Regions from separate parts of the Sus scrofa genome. Here all the other regions are linked to region 4. The links are chromatin contacts, called in public HiChIP or PLAC-seq maps. All regions are on one chromosome and are shown on one strand. Each heading gives the region's core, a stretch centred on a gene start, on an enhancer-like site or on the middle of the called end of the contact. The rest is flanking DNA. Distances are from core to core; before and after follow the strand shown.

Region 1 (5,797 bases), core at 234-2,733, 650 kb before region 4:
GAACCTATGTTTTGCATGCGAAGTCCAGCGGGGCATGAGCGGAGGACATATGCATGTGGTGTATGGCTGCTGTTCTTGTTGCCCCATGAGCACAGAATTCTGGTTGTCCCACATGCTTGGGAGCTCAGCAAGATGGGAGCAGTGTTTCATCTTTGACTGAATAAGTGTGGGTGCTGACAGCCCTGAGAGTTCTTGCCTTCCATTCAAACCAGGACTTGTTTTGAAGACAGGAAAAGGGCAATGGTATTCTAAAGACAGGAACAGTTAAGGAAACTTATATCCTTTTTTACTTTTGATACTCCTTGTATTAGCCAATCACATATGCTGAACATGAAGATATAGAAGGGAAGGGAAATACAGGGCACCCTAAGAGTTCCAGTCATGGTGCAGCAGAAACAAATCCGACTAGGAACCATGAAGTTGTGGGTTTCATCCCTGGCCGTGTTCAGTGGGTTAAGGATCTAGTGTTGCTGTGGCTGCGGCGTAGGCTGGCAGCTATAGTTCCAGTTTGACCCCTAGCGTGGGAACCTCCATATGCCGGGGGTGCAGCCCTAAAAAGACAAAAACAAAAACAAAAACAAAAAAAAACAAAAAAAACCAGGCACCCCATAGTTCCTTTTCCATTCAGTGCTTAGACATCAGTAAGTTGAAGGCAGGGTTCGATCCCTGGCCTGGGAAATTCCACATCCTATGAGTGTAGCCAAAATAAATAAATAAATAATAGTGAGATTAAAAAAAAAAACAGCTGAATTAGTTTTGTGCAGCATTTCCACTGTTCTGGTAAGAAGGAAATATATAATCACCTACTAGTTACAAAATATGAATTAGATATTTTTAGTGATTCTGCTCATAAGTTAAATGCGCTGATATTTGCATTTAAAACTGCTATTTTGGGAGTTCCTGCTGTGGCACAGTGGGTTAAGGATCCGACTGTAACCACGGGGTTCATTGAAGAATCACGGGTTTGATCCCATGCCTGGCGCAGTGGGTTAAAAGATCCAGCATTGCCACAGCCTGAAGCAGGTCTCAGCTGCAGCTCAGATTCAATCCCTGGCCCAGGAATTTCCATATGCCATAGGTGTGGCAAAAACAAAACCAAAAAAACCCCTGATATTTCACAATAGAAAAATAATAAAATTCGGGCTAATAATTTTGATTTTTGCTTACTTAGAATAACATTAAATAACATTTTTTAAAAAACCTGGCAAGTTGAGAGAGAGAGACTGTGGAAGAAAGGGAAAACATTTAATAGCACTTTTTTCAGGCCCTAAACATTATAGTTTCATATCTATCATTTATGTTGTCTTGTAGCTCATGGAAACCCAAGCCTTTTTTTCTAAAACTTGTCTCTGCTGTGAGTTCGAAAGCCCATTTTGAAACCTGGAAGTTAAGAGATGACTCTACTCTCTAAATCTTTGCTGTGCAATTTCTATACCCTGAGGGAACAGGCTGGGGTAGAGGAAATGCAGAAAAACCACACTGAATACTGCCCCCTCATTAAAAACAAAAACAGAAGGACTATAAATTCCTTGAAGGCAAGGACTTTCTTCCCCTTGGGTTACCATAGTACTCTCCTATAGCAGGGCCTTGATAGCTGTCCTTTTCCTCAGTAAGTGTTTGCTCAGTTAAATTTAAAACACCCTTTTCGTCATGCTATTCCAGTTCTCAAACACCTTGAAAGGCTCCCTGTTGCCTTATCCTATGGATTGAAACACTAGGTCAGGCATTTAAGGTTCTATAATCTGGGGTCAATCTACTTTTCTGAATTCATCTCCCAAGACTCCCTAGACCCCGGCAAAGTAATGGTTGAACAAATATGGAATGATTGGATTACACAGCTCCTAGGAGGTACAGAAACTACAGATGGATAAATCATTAGCCTTTTTAGGGTTAGGTTTAGGTAATAGATGTGAGCTAACATTAATGTCCCAATACTGTGATGAGTGTTACAGACCGTAAATAGGAGTCCTGAGATATGCAATCCTGCAGACGATCATCTCTGCCAGATCACATTCTGCTTCTGCAGAAATCAGGGACCCAGAGCCAGTCAGAGAGAAGCCTGCAGCTGTTGCTCAGTCTGCTAGGAAGAAGTGTGGGCCGCTGGGCTTCCTGTACTCTCTGCCTGTGGAGCTTCCAACCTGGGCTCAGGGAAGCTCCCTGAAGGCCATGAAATCATAGCCATTACTAAGTGTTAGAACTTCATATGGTGGTAATGAGCCATTAAGGGAAGATTTAGGGAGTTCCCACTGTGAGAACTCCCACAGTGGGTTAAGAATCTGACTGCAGTGGTTCTAGTCACTGTGAAGGTGAGGGTTCAGTACCTCGCCTAGGAAGTTCCTAACTTCTGCAGCAGTGTGGCCATTAAAAAAAAAAAAAAGAAAAAGAAAAGGAAAGCTTTGGGCATAGATAGGCTTTTAGGCAGTATAACCCAAACAGGGGCTATTCTCAGTGTACTTTTGTGGTGATCAATTGCGTTTCCAAAATGCACACGTTGGGGGAGATTCATAACCTGAGAGGGCTGGGAGAAACTTCAAGAGTCATTGCATCCATTCCCGTCTTTAGGTTAGAAAACCCCTAAATATTTTTGGAAAATTACCTATCTATCCCCAAACCTTCTGGTAACTCCTTCACTTGTTTGTCAACCCTGATTTCAGGGAGCTATTACTGCTATCTAACCTAAATCTCTACAGCTCATTGTCTTTTTCCATCTCCTGTCTCTCCATCAACTTTAAAAGGCTTTTGTATCTACCGCTATTGACACAAAGCTAATACTACAGTTACTACTGTTGTTTCATCCTTATGTTTATTATTAGCAATGACAGCACACTAGGAGGTATATAAAAACATAAGCAAACACATTTTTAGGTCAGTGTTTTTATTTTTATTTCTTTTTTGGCTGCACTTGCGACATATGGAAGTACTCAGGCCGGGGACTGAATCTGAGCTGCAGCTGCAACCTATGCCACAGCTGTGGCAAGACCAGATCCTTAACCCACTGTGATGGGCCGGGATAGAAACAGCATCTCAGCAGAGACCTGAGCTGCTGCAAAGGCAAATCTGGATCCTTAGCCCCCTGCATCACAGCAGGAACTCCTCAAGCTTTTTATTTTTAACTTTTTTTCTGTTTTTTGTCTTTTTAGGGCAACATCTGCAGCATATGGAGGTTCCCCGGCTAGGGGTCCAAATAGAGCTGTAGCCGCCGGCCTACGCCACAGCCACAGCAACTTGGGATCTGAGCTGCTGTTTGGTGACCTACACCACAGCTCATGGCAATGCTGGATCCTTAACCCACTGAGCAAGGCCAGGGATCAAACCTGCATCCTCATGGATACTAGTCGGGTTCGTTAACCACTGAGCCACGACAGAAACTCCCTCCTCAAGCTTTTTAAAATCCAGTAATGTTTGGGTGTTCCTAACTTGGAAATGGGTAACACAGTGGCAAAGTTGTATTCTACAACTCTGACTGTGGCCCACTCCTCAAGGGCCATCACTCCTCTCCCACCCAGCCTGGGAAGGAAACTTAGAAGCAGATAAATGTATATTAAACATACGTGGGGGAGCAGAGAGGTGAAAGGAGACACCATGTGGGAGAAACTGTGGGGGGGCCTGCATGAAAACTGCCACAATTTCATGTGACAACTGGAAGGAAATAGTTGAGTCAGAAGTGAGTCGTGGTAGCACCTTTCTTATCCTTCCCTCAAAGTGCCCCAGCTAAGAGAAGAAATGAAAAACATTGATGCACCTTCTAATGAAAGACATACCAATGCCTGGAACTTAAGGCCATCCTGTTGTTTCTCACCCTTTTTCACTTATAAAATATTTAAAAGATTTATTTACCCATGTTGCAAGATGTACACTTAGTGCATTACTTCCAAAAGCTGCATGTTATTCCACAGCATCTGCTACACTTTATCTACCTTTTGTATTGTACAGGTAATACATACTAAGTTTACCTATAATACGCTGCTACTTCAAGAGCTGCTGTGATGATTATCCTCAGTTGTGCCCTCTCATGGACTTGTGCAGGAGTTTCTTAGAGGTGTGTATTCCTATGGGTGTAACTGCTGGGCTACCAGAAAAACATATGCTATATTTCATTACTTATTTCCAGGGTAACTCCAAAACGACTGTGCTGGGGAACTTAACTCCCAACAGCAATGCATGAGAGTTCATGCATGCTTCGTCCGCATCCTAGACAACACTTGGTATTTCCCGACTTTCACATTTTTGCCTATTTAAGGGATGTAGTGTCTTGTTTTAATATGCATTTATCTGATTACAAGGAGGGTTGTATATCTCTTCATCTTTTTTTTTTAATTTAAGTATAGTTGATATACAATATTATGTAAATTGCAAGTGTACAATACAGTGATTTACAATTTTTAAAGGCTATGTTTCATTTATAGTTATTATAAAATATTTGCTATATCCCCCATGTTGTACAATATCTACTTGTTCTACTTCATCTGCTTATTAGTCTCTCAAGCTTCCCTTCTGTAAATTTGCCTGTCATATTTGGCTATTTTTCCCCTGGAAAATAAACAGGAATTTTTTGTTTTGCAGGGATTCCTAGAGTATTCTAGATATTAATCCCCTATTAATTTGCATTTGGAAATGCCTCTCAATCTATTAACTTTCTCTTAATATGTCTATTACGTTCTTTGTTGAACAGAAGTTTTTTTTTTTGTTGTTGTTGTTTTTTTTTTTGTCTTTTTAGGCTGCACCCCCAGCATATGGAGGTTTCCAGGCTAGGGATCAAATTGGAGCCATAGCTGCCAGCCTACATCACAGTCACAGCAATGCCAGATCCTTAACCCACTGAGCGAGGCCAGGGTTCAAACCTGCATCCTCATGGATACTAGTCAGGCTCATTTCCACTGAGCCATGATGGGAACTCCGAACAGAAGATTTTAATTTCATCATTCTTTTGGTTTTTAGTTTATGCTTTGAGAGTCTTATTTAAGAAATCCTTTCTTATCCTAAGATTCCAATGCTACCCTTCTGTTTTTACTTATTTTTCCCCTGTGTAGGTTTTTTTCTAAGTTTTATTGAAGTATAGTTGATTTACAATGTTGTGATAATTTCTGCTATACACCAAAGTGATTCAGTTATACATGTATACACATCCATCCTCTTTCAGATTATTTTCTCACATAGGTTATCACAGAATATTGGGTAGAGTTCTCTGGGCTATACAGCAGATTCCCCATTGGCCAATCATTCCATATACCACAGCGTGCATACGTCAATCCCAAACTGTTTTTAATTTTTATTAGTTTTATAGTTTTCTCTTTCACTTTTAGGTTTTCTTTTTTTAGGGCTGCACCTGTAGCATATGGAAGTTCCCTGGATAAGGGTTGAATCAGAGCTGCAGATGCTGGCCTACACCACAGCCACAGGAACATCAGATCTGAGCCACACCTGTGACCTATGCTGCAGCTTTAGGCAATGCCAGATCCTTAACCCACTGAACAAGGCCAGGGATTGAACCTGCATCCCCATGGAGGTTGGGTTCTTAATCCACTAAGCCACAACAGGAACTCCACTTTTAGGGGGTTTATATTCATTGAAATTTCACCTTTGTATATGGTATGAGATAGGTATGCAACTTTTTCTCCATGGTGAACCAATTTTCCCAATGTTATCTATGCTACAAAACCTCTGTGTTAGGTTGGATTATTATTCGAAATCCTTCACATCTTCTCTGCTATGGAATTATACCCTCGTGCCTTTTGCCATGTGGTTCTGTAGCACCTTCCACTAATATGTTGGACTTGGCTATGTGACTTATTTGGTC
Region 2 (5,192 bases), core at 231-2,730, 760 kb before region 4:
GCATAAGGTGACACTAACTAGAAGTGGTGTCACCTTATTATTGACACGTATTTCAAAGGAGCTGGGTTTTTTGTTTCTTTTTGTTTGTTTTTGGCCACAGCTGTGGCATGTGGAAGTTCCCAGGCCAGAGACAGAACCAATGCCACAGCAGGGATGAAAGCCACAGCAGTGACAACACTGGATCTTAAACCAGCTGAGCCACCAGAAAACTCCAAGGAGCTGGGGTTTTTTTTGTTTTTGTCTTTTTGCCTTTTCTAGGGCTGCTCCCATGGCATATGGAGGTTCCCAGGCTAGGGGTCAAATCAGAGCTGTAGCTGCTGGTCTACACCAGAGCCACAGCAACTCAGGATCTGAGCCGTGTCTGCAACCTACACCACAGCTCACGGCAATGCCAGATCCTTAACCCACTGAGCGTGGCCAGGGATCGAACCTGCAACCTCATGGTTCCTAGTTGGATTCGTTAACCACTGCGCCACGACGGGAACTCCGGAGCTGGGTTTTTGAAGGGAGATGGCGAAGCAGCAGATTGGAAGCTTCACTGGTGAGTGAGGAGTCATCTCCAGTCCTAAAGCATGGCCTGAGGAGAAAAGAACTTCGTTGAAGAGGGCTGTGGACCGGCAGTGTCCTCGAGGGCCAGACCAGCCTTCAGGAGGAAGGCTTTAGCCTTGGAGCAGATGGAGACTAGAGGCAGTGGGAGCTCTTGGGAAGACAGGGCAGGCTTGCAGGCTGCAGTGGGAGTGGGTAGGGGACATTCGACAGCGTCAGAAGGGGATGGTTCTGAGGCCAGTGGCTGCGAGGCATGATGGGATGGCTCTCCCTCACCATTGGCAGGTCCCCCTTCCCTGGGGGAGGTGCCAAGGCAGCCACACCTGGCCTCTTTGCGGCAGCTTTCCAGATTACGCCGAGGATGGGGGAGGAGAGAGACTTCCTTTTCCAGGAACCCGTATAACTTTTGGTTACTCATGTTTTCTCAGGCCTTATCATCTACTTCCTGGTGTCTTCAGCGTTCTTCTTCCGTGTGGATTTATTTCCTCAGTTAGAGGCAAGTTTGGGCAGAACCCCAGCAATGCCACTTTACACGCACCCAAGTCCAGCACAGCACCTGACACGTAATGAGTTTTCACAAATGTTTGTTACAGGAGTTGGATACAAGCGCGGTCATGGTTTCCCTTTAAGGCCAAGAATGGGGCCTGTCCTGGGGGGAGGGGGGTCCTTCCGCCCGAGGCCCCCGCCCCCACACCCCCTGGCCAGCTGCCGCAGCCGCCCCTCCCCCACGGCCGCTTGGGCAGAGTAACCTGACGCCTGGGCCCGCGCCCCCTCCCGACCCGGGGCTCAGCGTCCAATGGCGGTGGCCCGAGCCTCCGCCGGGAGCCGCGGGGCCCTCCCGGCGCCACCCCGCGGGCGGGAGCTGGGGCACCCGGAGCGAAGGCCAGCCCGGCTGCGAGCCCGCCCTCGGCTCCAGCTCCCAGCCTGTGCTCTCCGTGCCCTGCGTGCTGTGCCGCCCGGCCCAGCCCAGAAACACCCGCTCTCTCTCCCGAGCGGGGGAAGCCAAGGCTGTGCCAGGGGACTGATGAGCGGCGCAGATGAGCCGTGCAGAACGCGACACCCAGAGGGCCAAGTCAGGACGGATCCTCAGCCCGGGAGACAGGACGCTTGCGTTTGCGGGGTCTTTAACTGGCTGAAAGGGGGCAGTCGTGGAATCTCTGAGCCTCGATTTCCTTATGCGAGGTGGTCCCTGTCCACCTCGGAGTGGGGTGGTGTAAGGACCCAACTGGGCGAAGGGTGTGCACGTCCTCTTGTATTAGCCAGAGGACAGCCAAAATCCAGTCATTGGGACCTGTCAACTACCCTCGCGGCCCCAGAGGAGAACTGCAGCTCCACTATTGGGTTCCGCCCACCGTCCAGGGAATAGCCTGGGTTCAAAGGAAAAGCCTAACACAACTTACCAATACACCCCAGTCTGGACATTCCCTGCAGCTCCTCACTCCCAAGGCAGAAGTCAGCTGGGGGGGGGGGGGGGTTCAGCAACCTTGGGGGAAGAGAGCCGGGAAATATATGCTGGGCTGGAAGGATGGAGCACAGGCAGGGCATCCTTCCAACTACCTACTTTATCTCCTGTACGTGTACTAGAGTGGAAGAAGTGTCAAGCGCAAACCCTCAGTAACAATGCCTTTTTCCTTCTCTACACTCCTGCCAGTTACTGAACACAAGCTACAAATACTCAAGTATTTACCTGTATATTTTTGATCCTGGTACCTTTAAAACAAAAACAAAAACAAAGGAGAGCTCGGGAAATACATTATAGTCTGAACGAAGAGAAAGGAAGTTTTGTCAAGGATGCATTACTTTTTTTTTTTCTTTTTACAGCCACACCTGTGGTATATGCAAGTTCCCAGGCTAGGGGTCAAATTGGAGCCACAGCTGCTGGCCTATGCCACAGCCACAGCGATGCCAGATCCAAACAGCATCTGCAACCTACGCCACAGTTTGCAGCAATGCCAGATCCTTAACCCACTGAGCTACGCCAGGGATCAAACACTCATCCTCATGGACACTATGTCAGGTTCGTAACCGATGAACCACAATGAGAACTTCAAGGATGCATTATTTTAACAATCACAGCTTTCTCACACCAAGGCAGGGCATGGGTCACCTATGATGATGAGGGCATATGGGGGCACCTGAGTTCTACACTTGTATGTCCAAGTCCTAAACAGGCTCTCAAGTTGGCTCCCGGAACCTGCAGCCTTGGCTCACACCCTTTCTCCATACTGGGCATCCAACCCTCAGGCCCCTTGCTGGGGCACAGTGTCACATGGTAAACTGCTCTCTTTTCCCCTGGAACTTGGACTCCAGGGCCCAGCACCCCTTCAGGCCCTCTGCCTCAGGTGAATCCAAAGGTAGGACATGAGGGGGAGTCTGAGAGAGGGTCCTTAAGCAGGGAGGGGGAGAGGCACCCACCAACCCAGGCCTGGTGTTCTTCAGGCTTTCAGAATTCATTCGCTTCCAGACCTTTCAGCCTTGCCAAGCCCTTATGCGAAAGATCAGAACAGCTGGAAATTTCTAGCAGGAGAGGCCCAGGTACTGAACAGGTATAATAGGTCTGACTTAGAAACAGGGGCTGGGGCTGTTCAGGTTTGACATTCTTGTCTTTGCCAGATAGGCAGGAACTGCTTGCTTTTGGAAGGCAGTGACACCCCTGAGTCTGGGCTGAAGCTGCGGTAAACCCAGGACAGAGGGCTGGGGACAGAAACTTGGAGCCTCCTCCCTCCCAAGCCCCAGGACAAACGACACAAAGGGCCTCCTCTGCCGGCCAAGCAGAAGGAGATGGGCTGACCCAGGAGGGCCGAACTGTCGCCCAGTCAGAGCCAGGTGGCTGCAAATGCAACACAGGCCTAGAAGACTCCAACAGGCACTGAGTCTTTCTCAGAGCCAAGAAATCCTGGCTAGAAACTTGACTACAGAGCAAGGCAAGGCACTGGGAAATTCTTGAAACCAGGCGAGACCCCTGGCAATGTTGGACTCCTGACAAATAAGGGGCTGAGCCAAATGCTTTTTCCCTGCCTGGCCCAGAAACAGAAACTGAGCTGGCCAGAGAGGATCCAGGGGAGGTGGCAGAGGAGCCGAGAATGGACCTGGGCAGGAAGAGGAAAGGTGGCAGCAGGGTTGTTTTTACCCTGCTCAGACTCCAGAGTTCTCACACAGAAAGTCTGCAGAGGGGAGAGTTCGTGTGTGGCTTCCCACACAACGTCACTCAGACCCTGTGGAGGCTTTTACAAGGGGCTCTGGAAACTCCACCGTGGCAGCCTGGAGTCACCAACACCAAATGACCAGGCTGCAGGGGTCAGCTTCTGTTTGGAGAAGGGGAGTTCACAGGGGCAGCTGCTGAGGGAGGCCAGTGTCCCTATCTCTACTCCCACCCCAGGCAGTGGAGAGACTGCCCTTGGCCCTCAGGACAAGCCAGGCTGTTGCACCGCAGGCTCAGCCTGCTTTGTTTTATTTTTTTCTTTTTTACAGCCGTACCTGCAGCCTATGCAAGTTCCTGGACTAGGGGTCAAAATGGATCTGCATCTGCAACCTACAATCGTGTGGCAAGACCAAATCCTTAACCCCACTGATCAAGGCCAGGGATCGAACCCTCATCCTTATGGACACTATGTCAGGTCCTTAACCCGCTAAGCCACAACAGAAATTCCCTGCTTTATCTTAAATGACTCTACACAGTAGCATGTTATGGGTAAAATTTATAAACCTACTAAGGAATGTTGTTTTTTTTTTTCCATATTTCTCGTAATATGTGAAGGGGGTTACTTTTTTAAAGTTCTAAAATTAAAGAAAAAAGAGAAATCATCTTGTATTGAGAATGGATTCAGTCAGTGTCTCACTTCTCTTTATCCTTTGCTAGATCTCGGAAAAAAAAAAATGAAAAGAAATATGCCACAGCATGAAGGATTCTTGTTAAAAGAAAGAAAGAGCTTTCTGAATATAAAACTAGAACATGCTCTATAAAAAGAAATTCAGACAAAAAGTATAGAGAGAGGAAAAAAAATCAGCTATTAGTTTTACCACCCCCAAGTGATACTCCGATATCATTTTTGTGTATTTTTCCCATACTATTTTCTATGCCTGCAGATACATGTTTTTACATGGGCTACAATCACTAATATCAGAGTATCTTACCAGCCTTCTTCCTCCTGCCACTGAAGAAAATCCTAAATTTGCCTATTTGTTTTCCCCTCACTTCTCTCTTCTGGAGAAAGGAAGAATTATTATTTGCTGAGCAAAGCTAAATTGAGCTGCATAATAAAGGGATGCAACTGAATGAGATGATGTACAGAGTAGGGCAAAGCTTTGTGGACTAGAGTTCAGTAGAGTATTCGAACTGCAGCACATTCAAGACTCTGGAGCAGCTCATAGGACATAGAGAACTGGGCTTGGAGGACTGGGCTTCTGAGATGGGCTGAAATGGTTATGACCTATAGCCCTTTTAGTGTTCTTCCAGAAATGTAATTAAATAGTGGAATTTATTTTGTATTAATTTTGGCCATTAAGAGATGCATTAAGTCTTTATAGAGACAAATGTACAGTCTCTCCTCTCATTAATAAGGGTTACTTTTTTTTAAAATATGTGGTCGTACTGTATTTCCTTTGTATATCCTTTTTTTTTTTTTTTTTTGGCTTTTTTTGGGACT
Region 3 (5,393 bases), core at 2,619-5,118, 520 kb before region 4:
CCTGGGAAGCTCCATATGGCACAGGTGTGGCTGTAAAAAGAAAGGAAAAAATAAACTTTTTAAATGTTAAAGTGCTAAGTGGGAATGTGGATTAGATTTTGCTCTGTTGTATTTCACTCCTTTCTGTACCAGTGTAGGTAGAATTCTACATTCTGGATTACAAATCGGGATTGTGTGCATTTTGCAATCTTACTGGGTGTGTAGAGCCGGTCTTGCCTCATAAAATGAAACAGAAAAATGAAGGCAAACCTGCTTCGAGACATACTCTATCATGAGTCCTTATTTACACATTTGAGAAGCATCCAAGATTCAATTCATCTGCCTGTTTCTGCTCACAGATTTTGCTTACATGGGGCCCCCTCCTTCCCCTTCTAGACAGCATTACAAATGTCTTATCAGGCTTTCTCTAAGTCATTAGGATTATCACACAGCTGTGACCAGCTCAATCATTCTAATTGGAAATTAGGTGCTTCTCGCAGTGCAGTCTCTGAAAACTATCCACAGATCTCCCTCAGCTATGGGAATTCTGCTAAGTGCCTCTAGTAGCGTGTGCTTTTTAAATATTTGAGTTCTGTGGGCTTGGGGGTTATTTCTAGAGAAATGTGAGTTATTGAGAAAGTCCTGTTGTTTTTCCTGGCCTCAAGTCTTTAAAAGACAGCTCTCTGTGGATGACTAAAAGAAAGGAAAAGTCTACGTCGTCTTTCCTAAGTGTTACTTCTCCAGAAAACCCAGTACATGTTCAGAGTGGTAACGAGCTTACTAAATTGTTTTGAGGTGTGTATTTAGGTTACATTTTGGGACAGTGCTTCTCAAACTTTCTGTGATGAAGTACCGTCTTGGTTGTGTTTTCCTTCTTTAGAGACTGATACTTCAGTAAAACACGAGACTAGAAAAATGAAATCAGTACAAAGTAGGAGCCTCATTTTTAAAAGTCAGATTTGCAGAGATACAATTACTCTGTAAATCTGTTATAAAAAGCTTCTAAACAGTACAGTGTCTCTATTTACCTCATCATGAACTGGTAACAGTTTTTTGTTTGCTTGGTTTTTTTGTTTGTTTGTTTGTTTCTTTCTTTCTTTCTTTCTTTTTTGGCCCCCTTGTGGCACATGGAGTTCCCAGGCCAGAGACAAGTCAAAATTGTGACCTGCCTGGGATCCTTCATCCCACTGTGCCTGGCCAAGGTGCAAACCTGTATCCTGGTGCTGCAGAGACACCACCAATCAGGTTTTGCCAGAGCAGGGACTCCAGAACTAGTAACCGTTTACAGATTGGCTCCATCTATGGACTACACTTTGAGAAACACTATTTTGGGGGGGGGGCACATGTACTCTCACACATGTTTGGATGTATGGATACATTCATATTATAGCATAAACATTATATAGATTATATTGAAGCTTTAAATGATGATTAAATGCATTTGATGAGCTCTTTGGTAAAAATGGAGTATTTCTTGAAGTGACATTTAAATGCTTAAATTGTAAGCAAATGCACATTGTATAATTGTGAATACAGTTATCTGTTTCAAAACACAGTTGTCTGGTAAGACTTCTGATGCATAAAGTAGAAAGTGTTTTGTAACGTGAAATGAAATCGCCTCCTCTGATTCACACTCAGTTTTAAACGCAGGCAGATACTTTCGATAGGAAGTGTCGTATGCAAAGTGTATATACAAATGAGACTTTTAGCACTGAACAATAGGAAATGTTTCTGTCATGTGAAGCGTTAGATAAGCGAGTTGTTACTATCATACCTTCCTTGCCTCAGAGAACAGTTAATTATGGGATTGGTCTTTGGTCCTGGTGACTGACAGCCATTTTCTTAATGTTTACAAAATGAGGGGAAGTGTTTCCTACAAGTAACGCCACATTCTTTCTGAGTGTTAACAGAAGTCTCAAGCTGATTCTCACCTTGGTGGGCTGCAGCTGTCTTCTATCTTCTCTCCTGGAGACTGAGGCACAAAGGCAGTCACCCCAAGTCGGACTTGTGTGCCAGGCTCCGTGTCCACTGTCTGTCTGTCTGCCTGGAGGGACAGTATGGCCTTTCACAAAGCCTTGGAAGGAGGTTCTATGTTTTATTATGGTCGGCCTTATTCCTTTAGGATGAGACTCATAATTCTGAATGATAATGAGGCATAGGAGATGTTGAGCCCCTCGAAGACCAGGTTTTATTTCCCTGCAGGACTACCCACTTTGTGGCAGAGTGTCCAAGACAGCATGGATGCGGTATGAGTTAAAGGATCGAATGAGGCAATTCAGAAAAAGGCGGATCGCCTTTACAAGGAAACTAGATAACTACAAAGCGCTTTCTCTCTCTCTCTCTCTTTTTTTTTGCTTTCTAGGGCCACATCCTCGGCATATGGTAGTTCCCAGGCTAGGAGTCGAATCAGAGTTACAGCCGACAGCTTACGCCACAGCCACAACAACTCGGGATCCGTGCCTCATCTGCGACCTACACCACAGCTCACAGCAACACCGGATCCTTAACCCACTGAGCGAGGCCAGGGATCGAACCCGCAACCTCATGGATCCTAGTTGGATTTGTTAACCGCTGAGCCCCAAAGGGAACTCCCACAAATCACTTTCTTGTGTGTGACAATATCACAAGGAGTGAGTGTCCTTGAGGAGAGTGTTAACACGCGCGCCTGTGGGTAAGGGTTGTAGAGGAGCTGAGGGAGCAAGCACAGGCCTGGCCTAATTAGAACTGTCTCCCAGTCTGAATGACATACAGATCGCTTTGTTGACTAAATGGTTAGAAAGTGAGGTCTCTGAGGCAAAAGCCAGTGGACTTGTGATTGCTCTGTTTAGATAATAGAAGTTCAGAGAGGAACAGCCACTCTCCAGAAGGTACAGGCAGCTAGGGGTGTCCTCACTCAGGCCAGAGGACCCCAGGAGGCCACCAAGGCTGTGAGTGTCAGGTGAGGTGGGCAGGAGTTAAAATCCAGCCCATCCCTGAATTCTCAAAGTTGAGAAAAGAAAGTCGTTGGAGTTCCTGCTGTGGTGCCGTGGGATCAGCAGGGTCTCTTGCAGCATCAGGACACAGGTTCGATTCCCAGCCTGGCACATTGGGTTAAAGGATCCCCCCGCCCCTTGCCACAGCTGCAGTATTGGTCACAACTGCGGCTCAGATCTGATCTGTGGCCTGGGAACTCCATGTGCTGCTGGGTGTTCAAAAAGGTTTAAAGAAAAAAAAAAAAAAAGAGGTCTTTGTTTCTTTGAAATCCGTATGTATCTCTGGAATCACTGTAGGTATTTTGTTAGGAACTGTCTCGAGTACCCAAACAGCAATGCTTATAATCAGAGCAAATTTCTTTTAAATTAGTCCAGCTGCACTCAGACATGACTGTATGTAATGACATTGAGCCACAGGAAAACTTGGGCTGGAAATACACATTTCTCTCCTGGATTCTAGACTGAAAAGCAGTGGCAGCCCAATCACTGTGGCCATTTAACACAGCCCAAGTGCTTTGCCATGTCACCAAACAGCCAAAAGGCTCTATGCATTACAAGGAAGGAAAAGGCGTTTTGAAAGTACAGGCAGTTCTACCAAAATTGTACATGTTCCCCTTTCTCCAACTGGGTTCTTTTTATCATGCCGGGTGTGTTAAAGCTGTAGTCCATGATGCCTTTATGTGTATAGGTCATGGCATTGTAAGTATTTTCTTGGTCTTTAAAAATAAACCTGGGGTGGGAAGTTGAACCTGCATGGTAACCACAGGCAAGCAAATGCAAGCGCAGCAGCGGAGAAAGTCAAAATCACGGTTTCCATGGTAACGAGTAACTTGGCTGTGCAGTACACATTTCTCAAGAAATAACATTCAACAGACTACCGAGTGATAAAAATTGCTCCACCGGCACACAAAGGTAGATTTCCCAATGAATTCGTCTGTTGTAACCAGCCCTGGGCAGGGAACCCGAGTCCAAGTCCCGACCTCTGAATCAGCGTCTTGTTGATGGTGAAAATGAGTTTTTGTGGGATTGATTCCATCTCTTTCTTCTCTCCTTGGCAGATATATGTTGGGGAAAGGAGGAAAACGGAAGTTTGATGAGCATGAAGATGGGCTGGAAGGCAAAATCGTGTCCCCCTCCGACGGTCCGTCCAAGGTGTCTTACACCTTACAGCGCCAGACTATCTTCAACATTTCCCTTATGAAACTCTACAACCACAGGCCCCTCACAGAGCCCAGCTTGCAAAAGACTGTGCTCATCAACAACATGCTGCGGCGGATCCAGGAGGAGCTGAAGCAGGAAGGCAGCCTGAGGCCCGCGTTCCCCGCCTCCTCACCGCCTGACCCGAGGGGCGCCGGCTTGGGCGCTGGCTCCCGGGAGGCACCGCCTGCCTTCAGCGCCCCCGCGGCCCCGCCCGCGCCCCCCTGCGAGCTGGGCGGCCCCGCGCCCCTAGAGGCCTGCCTCACCCCTGCCTCGCTGCTTGAGGACTACGATGACACTTTTTGCACTTCCCCCGCCGCGCCGCCCGTGGCCCCCGCCCGACTCGCGCCTCCTGCCCTCCCGCCGGAAAAGGACAGCTTCTCCTCCGCCCTGGACGAGATCGAGGAGCTCTGTCCCACACCTACCTCCGCGGAGGCCGCGACGGACGGCTCGAAAGGGGGCTCCGGTGGGGCCGGCGCTCAGAGACCCGAGGGGGACTCCCGGCCCGACGACCCCAAACTGATGGACTCCCTGCCCGGCAACTTCGAGATCACCACGTCCACGGGGTTCCTGACGGACTTGACCCTGGACGACATCCTGTTTGCCGACATCGACACATCCATGTACGACTTTGACCCCTGCACGTCCGCATCGGGGACATCCTCGAAAATGGCCCCGGTGTCGGCGGACGACCTCCTCAAGACGCTGGCACCCTACAGCAGCCAGCCAGTCACCCCGAGCCAGCCTTTCAAGATGGACCTCACAGAGCTGGACCATATCATGGAGGTGCTGGTCGGGTCCTGAGCCCCGCGGCCGCGCCCCTGCACCCCGACAGCTCTCCGCACTGTGCATGCACCCTTGCTTGCCTTTTTCCAAGAAAAGAAACATTCTACAAAAGGATCACACTAGTTTTTGCTTTGAGCAGAGTTGGAGTGCCTTCATCCACGTATGACCACTTTTTAATATGCTCTTTTGAGTGGTTCCTCGGAGACCTACTACCCGGGAATAGGAAAGAATACATTTGAAGACAATGTCGCTATATTGAATGACAAAAATAAACAGTTCAAGTGAAGCACAAGGAATAAGTTGGAAAAGTTGTAAATTGCATGTGCATATTTGTCTATTTTTTCTATAAGTTTTATTGCAAGAGGTAAAAAAAGAAAATATATATATATTATTTAGATAATCTCAGTACCTTTTCTGGCATTTTCGCCCTGTATAGGTTGACTTGGCAATTCAGCCTTT
Region 4 (5,178 bases), core at 1,511-4,010:
TTGATGGAGATGTGGAACAACTATAATTCTCATAAACTGCTCATGGGACTATAACTTGGTACAAACATTTTAGAAAAGTGAAAGAATCTACTAAAACAATATAAGCGTACCCTATCATCCAGTGATGGTCCTCCTAGGTATACACACAAGAAAAACGTAGACATATGTGCAGAAAGACTTGTAAAAGAATCATCACGGCAGCACTTTTTGCAATAGCCAAAAGCTGGAAACTCTCCAAACATCCATCAATATAATGGTTAAAAACCTATGAAATTTTCATGCAATGAAATCCTATTTTAAACCAAAGGATTGAGAAGAGTAAGAAGACAAGAGAGGTCACTCTGATCTTTCCCTACTCACCCCTCTTCCCATCCTTCTCCTCTGAAACAGGTCGTAAAGCTCTCATGTGAGAGGTGCCCTCCCTCTACCTGGAGGAAAGTGCCATCCTTATTTCCAAAGACAAAAGGTCACCGAGAAGAATCCTAAGAGGCTTGTAAGTCCCACCCCCCCCACACACAACAACCCTGGTTTACGACATCACCTCACACTCCTTAGCCTGTGCTCTCCCTCCCTGACTGCCCCTCCTCATGGATGCTAGCGGAGGGTACTCAGGTCTGTTTCTCCAGATCTTCACTTCCTTATGGGGGCTCCCATGTCATGTAAAATGTATGTTAAATACATCTGTGTGCTTTTCTCCTATAAATCTGTCTCTGCCAATTTAATTGTCACACCCAGCCAGGGACCTCCAGAGAGTCAAGGAAAACTTTTTCCTCCTGTACAGTAGTAATCTGGAAAAGACAAAAAAGGGGATTTGTGGAGTATTGGTAATATTCTATTCCTTACTTTCCTTTCCTTTCCTTCCCCCCCCCCACCTTTTTTTTTGACTTTAAAGCCTGAAACTGTGGCATGTGGAAGTTCCCAGGCTAGGCGTCAAGTTGGAGCTAAAGCTGCCAGCCTGTACCACAGCCACAGCCACAGCCACGCCAGATCCAAGCCATATCTGAGACCTACACCGTGACTCATGGGCAACACCAGATCCTTAACCCACTGAGCAAGCCCAGGGATCAAACCAGCATTCTCACGGCCACTAGTTGGGTTCTCCGCTGAGCCACAATGGGAATTCCTGGTAATGTTCTATTTCTTGACATGAGATGTAGTTACATGAATGTTTTCAATTTGTGAAAATTAACTGAGCCATAAGTTTTAATGTATATATGTTATACATTAAATATCCTTACTTGTTAGAGAAACATATTAATGTTTTCATTGGTGAAATAATGAAGTAACTAAGATTTTATCTTAGAAGACTTCAGGAAAATAATGAGGCATGGGATAAATGAAATAAAAATATAAGATGTTAGTTTTTAAGCTGTGCAACAGACAGCAGAAAGTTCATTATTCTGTTCCACTTTTGAGTATTTCAATTGTTTTATAATAAAAAAGTTAAAATGAGTAAAATTTCAATCTTAGGATAGGGAAATTTGTAAAACCCAAAAGTTGTAAATGAAAAAAAAAATGATGCCTTCAACATCCATTCCAGCCCCCTTCTTCCCTGCCTCCTATTGTAAAGGCTGTAAAGTAAATGCTGGCTTTGTGAGCCCCCAGGCAATGAGCCTGTCTATGTGACCTAATGCTGGTTTACTGAGGCGTAGGCAGAAATCAAACATTTTTAGCTACATACACAAGCAATACAAATACAAATTAAAATGAGACATCATCTATTTTTCACCTATTAGATTGGTAAAGATCAAAAAGGTTGACACCAAGTGTCAACAGTTCAAGGACAAAGTTGTTCTTCTACTCTATTGGTTCATATAAAATCTTTTGGAAGGGAAATCTGGAAGTATCTATCAAGATCTTCCTGAAAGCAAAAGCAACAATTGAGTGGTAAGAGGGGATAGGAAGGACACGAGTAGAAGAATCTATGTAGAGTCAAATTGTTTAATTAGATGACTGACTAAATGTAGAAGAAAGGGTACAAAATTACTGGGACATTAATAGAAATAGGAAAGTTAGGAATAGGCACTTGTTTGGGCACTTAAATAATAAATAATCCTATTTGAAATATGTTAGCTTTTCTGTTACTTCACAATGAAGGCAATTTTTGCAGTTGCTCTAAATCTAAAGCCTAGAATGTTAAGACATATACTCATATAGAAGATGAATAATTTCATCAAGCAGCAATCCAGAAATTTAACAGGAAACAAACTGAGAGAATGCTATTTAGCCTCAGCCATAAGCAGGACTCCTTAAAGAAAATGTATTTCAAATAATGGTTAGAAACTCCCCTCTGCCCCATCCAACTGGCAAATATTTGATAAAAATAACCTAGATTAGTGGAGAGGTAAGGAAGTTGATAATTGTCATATATGCTGGTGGCAGTAAAAGTGATAGCAACCTCTGGGAGACAACTTGATAGCATATAGCAAAAACCTTAAAAAGTAAGCCTTTAGGCCATCAACTCCAATTCTATCTGAAAAGCTTATGCAAATATTTTAAATGTAGTTTTTGTGTTTTTTTTCATCAATGTAATATAGGCACATGGTTCTTAAAAAATAAATTATTCTAAAAGACTTATGTGGGGATGCAGTTGGACCTCTGCTCCATCTCTTACCCATACTGCTCTTAAAGACTGCCACTTTCAATCTCTAGCTGTTTTATCTGTTATTTACCTCTTTGTGTTGAAGTACTTTGCTCATTCAGCTCTTTCTTGATCTAGTTTAAGACATCCTGTTATGGTGGTTGAGGATTAAGCTCTGTTACTCAACTTCTGCCCTCACTTCCCTTCCACAACTCCTCCCACTAATTTTATCATAATCTTTGAATGTCACATGGCAAGGTTTTTGGCAAAAATGCCACAAGGCAAAAATGTTCTGATTAATTCAGTAGTTAGAATTTACACAATTATGATTAGAGATAAAGACTTTTTTTCAAGCTTCATATGGCTAGCAATATTTTTTTCCAAATCTCCAAACACAAAACCATCAATCTATCAGTTCCATTTTTTTCCTCAAAACAAAACAAAACCCCTGTCCTCTTCATCTAATCAGGCTAAATACCCAGACTTTGAGGCATAATTGTTCTTCTAGGACTTCTTTCACCATCCTCTGAGTCAGCTCCCTGTTTCCTGGACTCCTTGTCATCTTTCTTGGTTGACTCTCTTAAATTGCTGAAATAGTAATTTCCTTCTAATAGCAATTTCCTTCTGAAATAGTAATTTCCCAAAGCAAATTTTTGAGATCATGAATCTCTGAAAATGTCTTTATTCTACTCTCACACTGTATTAGTGGTTACATAAAAAAATCTTAGCTAAACATAATTTCACTACAGAATGTTGAAGATAATATTCAGTTGACTTCTAGAATTGAGTAATACTAAGATGCCTAAAGTTATTGTTTCTTCTTCCTTTTGCTGCAATCATTTTTCCCCTTTTTAGAAGCCCTTATAAATTTTATTCTCAGTGCTCTACTATTTCATCATGTCATTCTTACAGGCCTTTTTTCATTTGTTAGGCTGGATGGCTGGACTATGTCAACCTGGAGACTCACCTTCTTCACATCAGATAAAGCTTTTTGGATTTTGTTTATAATTTTTTCTTCTTCATATTTGTTCTGTCCTCTCTGGAATTCTAACTAGCTGAACAATGGAATTTCTGCTTGATTTTTTTTAAGTCTCTTACATTTTTATCCTACTTTTCATCTCCTTGTCTTCTTTGTCTTCAATATTCCCTCCTGATCTGCTTTGGGGCTTTATTTCTGTGATAATATTTTTAATTTTCAAATATCTTTTTTTTTTTTCCTGTATCCATATTATCTTTGTTTCCTCCAAGTTCCTTTTGTGTTTGTTTCTTTTTTTTTTTTTTTTTTCTGTCTTTTTTGACATTTCTTGGGCTGCTCCCGTGGCATATGGAGGTTCCCAGGCTAGGGGTCTAATCGGAGCTGAGCTGCCAGCCTACGCCAGGGCCACAGCAACGCGGGATCCGAGCCGCGTCTGCAACCTACACCACAGCTCACGGCAACGCCGGATCGTTAACCCACTGAGGAAGGGCAGGGATCGAACCCGCAACCTCATGGTTCCTAGTCGGATTCCTTAACCACTGCGCCATGACGGGAACTCCTGTTTGTTTCTTATCTCTGATGTTTTGGGCTTGTCTTAATTGCCTGGTGACCCTTGGGCCTGTGTTCTTTTTTTAAGTGAGAAAAATCAAGTAAAAAATAAACTGAAGGTCCTTGCTGGAGTGAAGGGAAAAAGTCAAACAATGGGCTTTCCTTAAGGTGATCATTTAGTACAGCTGCCTTTTTATTGACCAATTATCTAATACCACTATATGAAAATATTATTTTCTGAGGCTATTTGATTTCTCCATTGAAGAAGCCTCTATTCTCCTATTGTAAGCATTTTGTGAGCAAGGTATAGAAATGGACCTGGGGTAATATTCGACTTATTACTACTTGCTGAACTTGTTCATATATTAAATGTAAATCCACACTTAAATAATAGACTGAAAGTACATACACCACTATTTAAAAAATAGTTACCTCCTGTTGTGGATTCATGGATAATTTTAATTTTATTGTTTTTGTACAAAATTAATTATGTGATTTTAAAAAATATTTAAGTAAAGGGAAGCTATCTGAGACAAACCACCCAATTTTTTACGGAAAAAAGTTTTCAACAGATATTTCGTCAAAGAGGACAGATAGCATATAAGTACACTAAAAGATGTATAACATCTTTGGTTATTAGGGAAATACAAATTAAAACCAGAATGAGATGCCACTACACACTCACTAGAATGGCTTCTACAAACAAAACTTATAATACCAGGTGCTGGTTAGGATGCAAAGCAATTCTCATACATTGTTAATGGGCATGAAAATTCTGCAGAAACTTTGGAAGAGTTTGGCCGTTTTTATGATGTTACACACCTACTGTATGAGCAAATAATCCCACTCTTGGAATGTACCCAAGAGAAATGAAAGTATATGTTCATGGTAGCCAAAATGTAGAAACAAACCAAATATTCTTCAGCTATAACACCTCTGTACAATGGACTACAGCTCAGCAATTAAAAGAAGTATACTATTGGAGTTCCTGTTGTAGCTCAGCAGCTGAAGGACCGAACTAGTTTCCATGAAGATGCAGATTCAATCCCTGGCTTTTGCTCAGTGGGTTAAG

What was found. HiChIP or PLAC-seq counts read pairs in DNA pulled down with a chosen protein or histone mark.
Region 1: a contact with region 4 is called in an H3K27ac HiChIP or PLAC-seq map of alveolar macrophages. The contact joins two enhancer-like sites. A contact is called at or near these places in 1 of 47 Hi-C or Micro-C datasets (embryonic fibroblasts) and 1 of 2 datasets of contacts at active chromatin or transcription factors (alveolar macrophages).
Region 2: a contact with region 4 is called in an H3K27ac HiChIP or PLAC-seq map of alveolar macrophages. The contact joins two enhancer-like sites. A contact is called at or near these places in 5 of 47 Hi-C or Micro-C datasets (embryonic fibroblasts, epiblast stem cells, omental adipose tissue and 2 more) and 2 of 2 datasets of contacts at active chromatin or transcription factors (alveolar macrophages and skeletal muscle).
Region 3: a contact with region 4 is called in an H3K27ac HiChIP or PLAC-seq map of alveolar macrophages. The contact joins two enhancer-like sites. A contact is called at or near these places in 1 of 47 Hi-C or Micro-C datasets (embryonic fibroblasts) and 1 of 2 datasets of contacts at active chromatin or transcription factors (alveolar macrophages).

What each region holds. Positions count from the first base shown.
Region 1 is chr3:77,181,603-77,187,399 of Sscrofa11.1, forward strand. The region is part of intron 2 of LOC102160963 (a long non-coding RNA gene); the gene reads right to left. Among named protein-coding and RNA genes, the nearest start is that of SERTAD2, 8.1 kb to the right of the region's middle. Within about 2 kb of position 1,484, at least 3 of the 83 cell types and tissues checked have an H3K27ac peak or open chromatin away from gene starts, as enhancers often do. A contact at or near this core is called in alveolar macrophages, where this site is marked.
Region 2 is chr3:77,076,046-77,081,237 of Sscrofa11.1, forward strand. No RefSeq gene overlaps it. Among named protein-coding and RNA genes, the nearest start is that of SLC1A4, 110 kb to the left of the region's middle. Within about 2 kb of position 1,481, at least 58 of the 83 cell types and tissues checked have an H3K27ac peak or open chromatin away from gene starts, as enhancers often do. A contact at or near this core is called in alveolar macrophages, where this site is marked.
Region 3 is chr3:77,308,128-77,313,520 of Sscrofa11.1, forward strand. It overlaps SERTAD2 (SERTA domain-containing protein 2), which reads left to right. Exons shown (of 2, transcript XM_005662514.3): 2 at 4,010-5,393. The coding sequence starts at 4,014. The coding sequence ends at 4,952. Among named protein-coding and RNA genes, the nearest start is that of AFTPH, 110 kb to the right of the region's middle. Within about 2 kb of position 3,869, at least 9 of the 83 cell types and tissues checked have an H3K27ac peak or open chromatin away from gene starts, as enhancers often do. A contact at or near this core is called in alveolar macrophages, where this site is marked.
Region 4 is chr3:77,833,166-77,838,343 of Sscrofa11.1, forward strand. No RefSeq gene overlaps it. Among named protein-coding and RNA genes, the nearest start is that of VPS54, 20 kb to the right of the region's middle. Within about 2 kb of position 2,761, at least 5 of the 83 cell types and tissues checked have an H3K27ac peak or open chromatin away from gene starts, as enhancers often do. A contact at or near this core is called in alveolar macrophages, where this site is marked.